Regions from separate parts of the Capra hircus genome. Here region 1 is linked to region 2. A link is a contact called in public Hi-C data. All regions are on one chromosome and are shown on one strand. Each heading gives the region's core, a stretch centred on a gene start, on an enhancer-like site or on the middle of the called end of the contact. The rest is flanking DNA. Distances are from core to core; before and after follow the strand shown.

What was found. A called contact is a pair of places that touch in the nucleus more often than the background predicts.
Region 1: a contact with region 2 is called in a Hi-C map of blood, with 12 times the contacts expected there. The contact joins the promoter of LSG1 here to the promoter of XXYLT1 in region 2. A contact is called at or near these places in 3 of 5 Hi-C or Micro-C datasets (all in blood).

What each region holds. Positions count from the first base shown.
Region 1 is chr1:72,612,239-72,616,094 of ARS1.2, forward strand. It overlaps LSG1 (large subunit GTPase 1 homolog), which reads left to right and starts at 2,420. Exons shown (of 14, transcript XM_018046507.1): 1 at 2,420-2,589. The coding sequence starts at 2,491.
Region 2 is chr1:72,057,207-72,060,612 of ARS1.2, forward strand. It overlaps XXYLT1 (xyloside xylosyltransferase 1), which reads left to right and starts at 1,488. Exons shown (of 4, transcript XM_005675095.3): 1 at 1,488-2,090. The coding sequence starts at 1,587.

The DNA.
Region 1 (3,856 bases), core at 1,170-3,669, 560 kb after region 2:
TTTTTGAAGCCTAGGAGAATGACAATAGAAACCAAAAGTGTTTGTTTTCCTTAAATTGCTGAAGGTGACAAAATCTGGAAGAGGAAATGAAGGTGAAGTCCCAAGTTTCTAACTGAGCTCTAGGTGGCAGGTTTGTTTACATCCTCTCATTATTATTGTCACTAGAATATAAAGTTCATTGAATCTTGCTTTATGAGTTAGTTTTGTCCCCTGAGCCCTGGTGGCTCAGAGGGTAAGGCGCCTGCCTGAAACGCAGTAAACCTGGGTTCGATCCCTGGGTCAGGAAGATCCCCTGGAGAAGGAAGTGGCAGCCCACCCCAGTACTCTTGCCCGGTAAATCCCATGGACGGAGGGGCCTGGTAGGCTACAATCCATGGGGTCGCAAAGAGTCGGACATGACTGAGCAAATTCATTTTCTTTCTTTCTTTCTTTATCCACTCAGTTCTAAGAGAATGCCAGAAACTCTCTTCCATCTTAGTTCTGGAGATGATGTTCAGGTTTGGGGGTTTTTTGTTTGTTTGTTTTAGTAATCCAATTTTATTGTATGTTATTGTGGCCATGCCTCAATGCATGTACAATCTTAGTTCCTGACCAGGGATCCAGCCCATGCCCCCTGCAGTGGAAGGGTGGAGTCTTAATCAGTAGACTGCCACAGAAATTCCTCAGGTTTTTTTTAAAGATATGTTGTCTCTAAGTTGAGAGATGGGAGAAAGCACATTCTAATGCTTTCCTTCACTGATCTGTGAGCACCACCTTCCCGAAGCCATGCCGACTGCTACATGGTTTGTCAGCAATCCTTTGCGTGTTTCCCAAAGTGAAGTGAAGTTGCTCAGTCGTGTCCGACTCTTTGTGACCCCATGTACTATAGCCTACCAGGCTTTTCAGTCCATGAGATTTTCCAGGCAAGAATACTGAAGCGGGTTGCCATTACCAAAGTGAAGTGAAGTTGCTCAGTCGTGTCCGACTCTTTGCGACCCCATGGACTATAGCCCACCAAACTCCTCTGTCCATGGAATTCTCCAGGCAAGAATACTGAAGTGGGTTGCCATTTCCTTCTCCAGGAGATCTTCCCGACCCAGGAATCGAACCCAGGTCTTCTGCATTGTAGGCAGATTCTTTACCAACTGAGCTATCTGGTGAAAGTGCACTCCAATTCAGTTAGAGTCAGCAGTGAGATACAGCCCACAGCAGGGCTTAGCAGGAAATGCAGACATGGGTGGGGGATATGGTTCCAGCTCTTCCTGACCCAAACTTGCTGTGACTGACTTCTAGCCAATGCTCTTCAGGGTCTTCATCTGCACCAGCAGGAAATGGACTTCTCTTGCTCTTCAGAGTGGCCTGTGGGCCAGACCAACATCATCATCATCTCCTGGAAGGACCCAGTGCCGCCAGACCCTAGACCTTATCAGTCAGAATCAGCACGTTAGTAAGATTCCTAGAGGGTTCACATGCACATCAAAGTTGGGGAAGAACTAGGTTCTAAAATACACAATAACAACCGTCATTCTCCCCTCTTATCCGCCTCAGGAACGGATAAAATATTGAGGAGACTTGGGTTTGATGCCTGACCGAATATATTTCAGCTATGATTTGGGCACTCTGCTTGCTCTCAGAGCATCACAACAATGAGGTGTTCTCCTGATTAATGAGAATAGAGTTAAAACCCCCAACACCCTCATAACTCTAATCCAACTTCTCTAAAGATAAAGTGAGGAGCAAAAGGCGGCAAAGAGTGGAGCGGGGTTACTGCTTTTACTTTATTTTAATTTATAGGAAAATTTAAATACAATTCTAGCTAGGAGTTTTAAATGCTTTTTAAAAAGCTATTTGGAAAAATAACCAAAAACGTTTAAGTCAGATTCCTTTGGCTTTCCTTGCAACCTTGTCAAGCTCTTTCCATTCCAAACTGCCATCCACGCAGGAACTCTTCTCACCAATTCACAGCTTGGGAAGACCAAGTAAACACAAAGCTGTTTAGTTGCCAGGCGTGACCGCGATGAAGCCACACCTTAAAACACTAGGCCGAAAATTAGCGCCAGGAAGCAACGCCACCTAGCGCTGCAGGAACACCCTTCACGCAGGTCTCCACCTCCTCCTGACGAAATTAACCGGAGGCGTGGCTGCTACCGCAAGAATGCCCGGCCACTTTTTTCCGAGTCTCCTAGTTGTACCCCGAACACTAAAAATCGACGCACAAATTTAGACGGTACCATTCGTTTAATCTAATCGCCTTACCCAACTTTGAGATATTCTTAGGAATATATATTGAAAATTAAGCTCTGAAGCCACCTTTTGCATTTAATTTCTATCGTAGTGGCAAATGTGAGATATATAAGTGGCGATTTGAGGCAAATTTTTCTGTTTCCCTGCGACTTCGGGCCTTAACCACTTGGGCTCGCCTACACGTCACTTCCGGAGATCGCGCTCCTGATTACCCAGAAAGCTGGTGTGACTCTTGCTTGCGGCTTTTCGTTCGTGTTCTGGACAAGCATGGGTCGGAGGAGAGCGCCAGAGGGTGGAACCCTTGGCCGGGCTCTTATCCGCCAGCAAGTTCAACGGAGCCGTAGCCACCGCCACCCTGACTCCTGGGTAAAAACCTTGTCTTTCTGCCTAGTTGTGAGTCTGAACGCTGCGAAATTTACGGTCAGAATTCTCAGGAAAATATTCCAAAGGAAATGATACCAAAGTAGGGTTTCTAGGGATGAATACAGTTGCCCCCCGGTAACGGCGGGGATCCGTTCTAGGCATCCCCCCCAGACCCTCTCGGATACTGAAATGCGCAAATGCTCAAGACCGTTAGAATCGACCAGGCGGATAAACAGGCCCTCCTAGCAAGACACGGCCCAGAGGTGGAGGCTAATGTGATGAGGTCGGAGTGAGATCTTGAAAACCAGGGCAAAAGTTTGATATCCTATAGGCCGTGGAAGCATTTGGAAGTTTCTGCACAGGAATGACGCAAAAACGACTTCTTCTTGTATTCATTTTTCTAAAGAATTGATCCTCCAAGAGCCGCTGGTTGGTAGCAAAAGTACAAAATAACTCAGATTCGTGCTCCACTTTTTTTTATTCCCTAGTGGTGTTACTCAGAACTGGACAGCATTTCTCCAAAGTGTGGCGGGCCTAGTAGCTTCCTGGGCCTGGAAACGGCCGTAGTTTTAGGATCCTTGAAGAGCGGATGAAGTGGTTTGATTTGTAATTGTCATTTTGACATTTATTCCTCGAAGTGTTTGAGAATTCACAAAGTTCTCAGTAAAGAACTAGATTCTAATCCTTACCCTGATTTTTGCTGATTCTGTGGCCTTTGGGCAAACCACCTAGCCTTTTAACCTTCAATTTTTTCCTTTATTTGTACCTGTACAGAGCATGTAGCTTAGGATGGTGTTTATCTTATCAAACTGAGGTGTGTCTGGAATCAGATCAGTAAGTGGCAACTAGCCAAGCTTTTCACCCCACAGAATAAAACTCAAGAAAATACCACATTGTGTGTAATGTAATAAAGGTAACTTTCAGGATTCTTTTGTTTTCACTTTACTGAATGGTACACAGCATCTCACAGTATCTCACAGCATTTAAGTCACTATGTGAAGTGTATTTCTTACTGTGGGTGTCTGTCTAAAAAAGTTGACCAACAGTGGCTGCCAGAACCAGAGTATGGTTTATGGGTTTAGATTCAAATACCTCTGCCACTTATTAGCCTATGACTGTAGGCAATTTATTCTATCCAGTTTAATCCTGATTGAGATATGAAGTTTATTTCAAAAGATTTTGAAAATCAAATAAAAGGAAAATAATTATAACGAGGTAAGAAAGGGCTCATTTAAATGTTAACTGTTACTAGTGTTGACTAAAAGAGCTA
Region 2 (3,406 bases), core at 238-2,737:
AGCTGTGGCTTGTGGGGTCTGGAGTGCTGGCTCAGTAGTGGTGCACGGGCTTACCTGTCATGTGGTGTATGGGATCCTTCTGGGCCAGGGATTGAAAGCGTGTCCCCTGCACTGGCGGGCGGACTCTTAGCCACTGGGTCACCAGAGAATTCCCAACAGCGTCTTTAGTGTCACTTTACTGATGAACATTTGATTTTAATACCTTGTCATCATAAACCTAGCTCTGCATTACCCTTGTGGCTAAATATTTGAGTACATTTTCCCTTATTCTGTTATGAAAACGATGGTTTACAATGGGTGGGTATATTTCTGATGCTCATTCACTGAGTCAAGCACCATCAGTTACTGGAGATATTATGGTTAAAGAAAGACACACTGCCTGCTCTCTTGAAGTCTTGCCTTCTTGCAGCAGAGAAAGATGGGAATGGGTAGTTCTTAGGTGGCCCTTATGGTATCCTTGAGGATGATGCCTCATCTGGACACTGCAAGGGCTGGTGTTTAGAGACCACTCTTTGAGGCAGGGACACCCAAGCCAAGGTCTGAAGCAGGAGAGGTTGACTGTGTGAAAATCCAGGGCACTGCTTTTCAAACTTTGGCTTGCAGAAGAATCACCATCAAGGCCCAGGCTCGTTGAAGGTAATAGGGCCTGAGGCTTTGTGTTTTATCAAGCTCCCTAGTGCTGCTAGTACCAATAAAATTTTGACAACCACTGTTCTGTGGATAGGAGAGAGAACTGAAAGTTTTCTTAGATTTTAGTGTTGGCAGAATATAGGCACCCTCTTCTGCTGTGGAAGTGTCTGCTTCACTGTCAAGCCTGACACCGTGTGACCTGAGCAAGTGACCTCAGTTACGCCTCAGTTAATTTTGCAAAAACACCGGGTATACAGTAAGTCTCTTTTAAAGTGTTGAAGTCAGTTAAAAAAAAAAAAACCACAAGCTTCCTGGGGAGCTCTCAACCACCCAAAGTTTGTGGTAGGTGGCCCCCCTGGTGGCTACATCCCATAGGTTGCCTCTGGTCGGCCTCAGAGATGCCAGGTGAGGTGAGCAAGTGATTCATACCTCGGGTGTCAATCCTACTTCACCGAGAATGGGAAAGGAGTTGCTAGTTTAAATTCTTCAGCCCTAGTCGCCAAGGTGTGAAAGGAGTCAGGGAGAGGACAGAAAGCCTTCAAGAAATTAGGAGGGAAAAGATAGAGAACATTTTTTGTGCGTCCAGTTTAGTCTTTTTGCTTCCGAAGGCTTAGCTTCGGTTTCTAGCGCCTGGGGCTGTGCGCTTAACGAGGGCCATTTTCCACAGACCGCACAGCCTGCTGGCTTGTGTGGCCAAGTCCTCACCGCCTGTGTCGAACACGCTGGAGGGACTCCCGCAGGCTCACCGCCCGACCCCGCTGTAATCCTTCTGAGCTTAGGACCCAGTGGCTGCCAGGCAGCCTGGCACCGCCTCTCCGCGTATCAGCGCCCGCAGATTGGCAGCTCGGCTCCGCCCCCGCCATGGCTGCCGCCAGCTGCCGGGGCTGCTAACTTGCTGCCGGGATACTGGTCTCTGCCGCAACTCGCCGGCTGATCTGTTCGCGGGCCGGCGGCGCATGGGTCTCCTCCGAGGCGGGCCCCCGTGCGCTCGGGCCATGGCGCGTCTGGGCGCTGTGCGCTCCCACTACTGCGCGCTGCTGCTGGCCGCGGCGCTGGCGGTCTGTGCTTTCTACTACCTGGGCTCGGGCCGGGAGACCTTCTCCAGCGCCACCAAGAGGCTGAAGGAGGCCCGCGCCGGGGCCCCTGCTGCGCCCTCGCCGCCGGCGCTGGAGCTGGCGCGGGCATCCTTGGCGCCGGCCCCGGGCGCTAAGGCCAAGAGCCTGGAGGGCGGCGGGGCCGGGCCGGTGGACTACCACCTGCTGATGATGTTCACCAAGGCCGAACACAATGCCGCGCTGCAGGCCAAGGCCCGCGTCGCCCTCCGCTCCCTGCTGCGCCTCGCGAAGTTCGAGGCGCACGAGGTGCTTAACCTGCACTTCGTAAGCGAGGAGGCCAGCCGCGAGGTGGCCAAGGTTTTGCTGCGGGAGCTGCTGCCGCCCGCCGCCGGCTTCAAATGCAAGGTGAGCGGGGCCCCAGCTAGAGGCTCCGGGTAGGTGACTCGGTCATTGTGGGGCCTGGCCTGGATCCAGGGGTCAGGAGGGAGGTGTCTTAGTTGCGATGCCCATTGCCAGTGCCAGCAGAAGCTTAACCCCTTAATCCGTACCCTACCTGAATTGTGCGTTCACAGCACGCTGCAGGCATGGTCCGGGGGGCGTGTCTCGGAGCCTCTATTAGCTGACTTCGTTGATCCTAGCTTCCCTTTAACTGCGGCCCCCTGGAGAATCAGCATGCCCGCTCTTTCCTGGCGTGGTTGATTTCAGCAGTCAGTGCCTTTAAGTCTGCCCCTCTTTTTATTCTTTTCAGTGTTTGACTTTTGAGGATGGAGCAGGTCACTTGAAGGTGCAGTGTCTGCTGGACAAGGTCTTAGGCCGCTTGAGTTGTTCAAATTACAGTGACATTTCTCATAGCTCTAAGGATTTCAGTTGAAACTGGTCCAGCCCAAACCCAGCCCATGTGAACCATTTCATCTCCTCAGTGTGCCTCCTCCTTCCCTTCTCTTCAGGGTCATGAACCCATTTAGAGAAGCAGCGGGTTCCTCCCAGCAAGAAAGTGCTCCAAGAGGTAAGGATATAAGATCTGGAGAGGGCAGAGCAGAGATAGTCATCTTGTTCCAGGCTGGACCGCCTGGCTCTGCTTGGGAGAGATTGTGTTCTTCATTCAGTCAGCTCAGTCACTCAGTCGTGTCGTGACCGACTCTTTGCGACCCCATGGACTGCAGCACACCAGGCCCCCCTGTCCATCACCAACTCCTGGAGCTTACTCAAACTCATGTCCATCTGGTCGGTGATGCCATCCAACCATCTCATCCCCTGTCATCCCCTTCTCCTCCCGCCTTCAATCTTTCCCAGCATTAGGGTCTTTTCCAATGAGTTGGTTCTTTGCATCAGGTGGCCAAAGTATTCGAGTATTTCAGCTTCAATATCAGTCCTTCCAATGAATATTCAGGGTTGATTTCCTTTAGGATTGACTGGTTGGATCTCCTTGCAGTCCAAGCTTAGTGTTATTGGCCTCAGTTAAGTTACATGTCTCCTTTTGACCTAATCGTTGCCCAGAGGGGATCTAATGTGTGATTTTGGGATAGAAATAGTGTGCACTAAATCACTCCAGTCATGTCCGGCTCTATGTGACCCAATGGACTGTAGCCCACCAGAGTCCTCTGTCCAGTGGGATTCCCCAGGCAAGAATACTGGAGTGGGTTGCCATGCCCTCCTCCAGGGGATCTTCCCCACCCAGGGATTGAACCCGTGTCTCATGTCTCCTGCATTGGCAGGTGGGT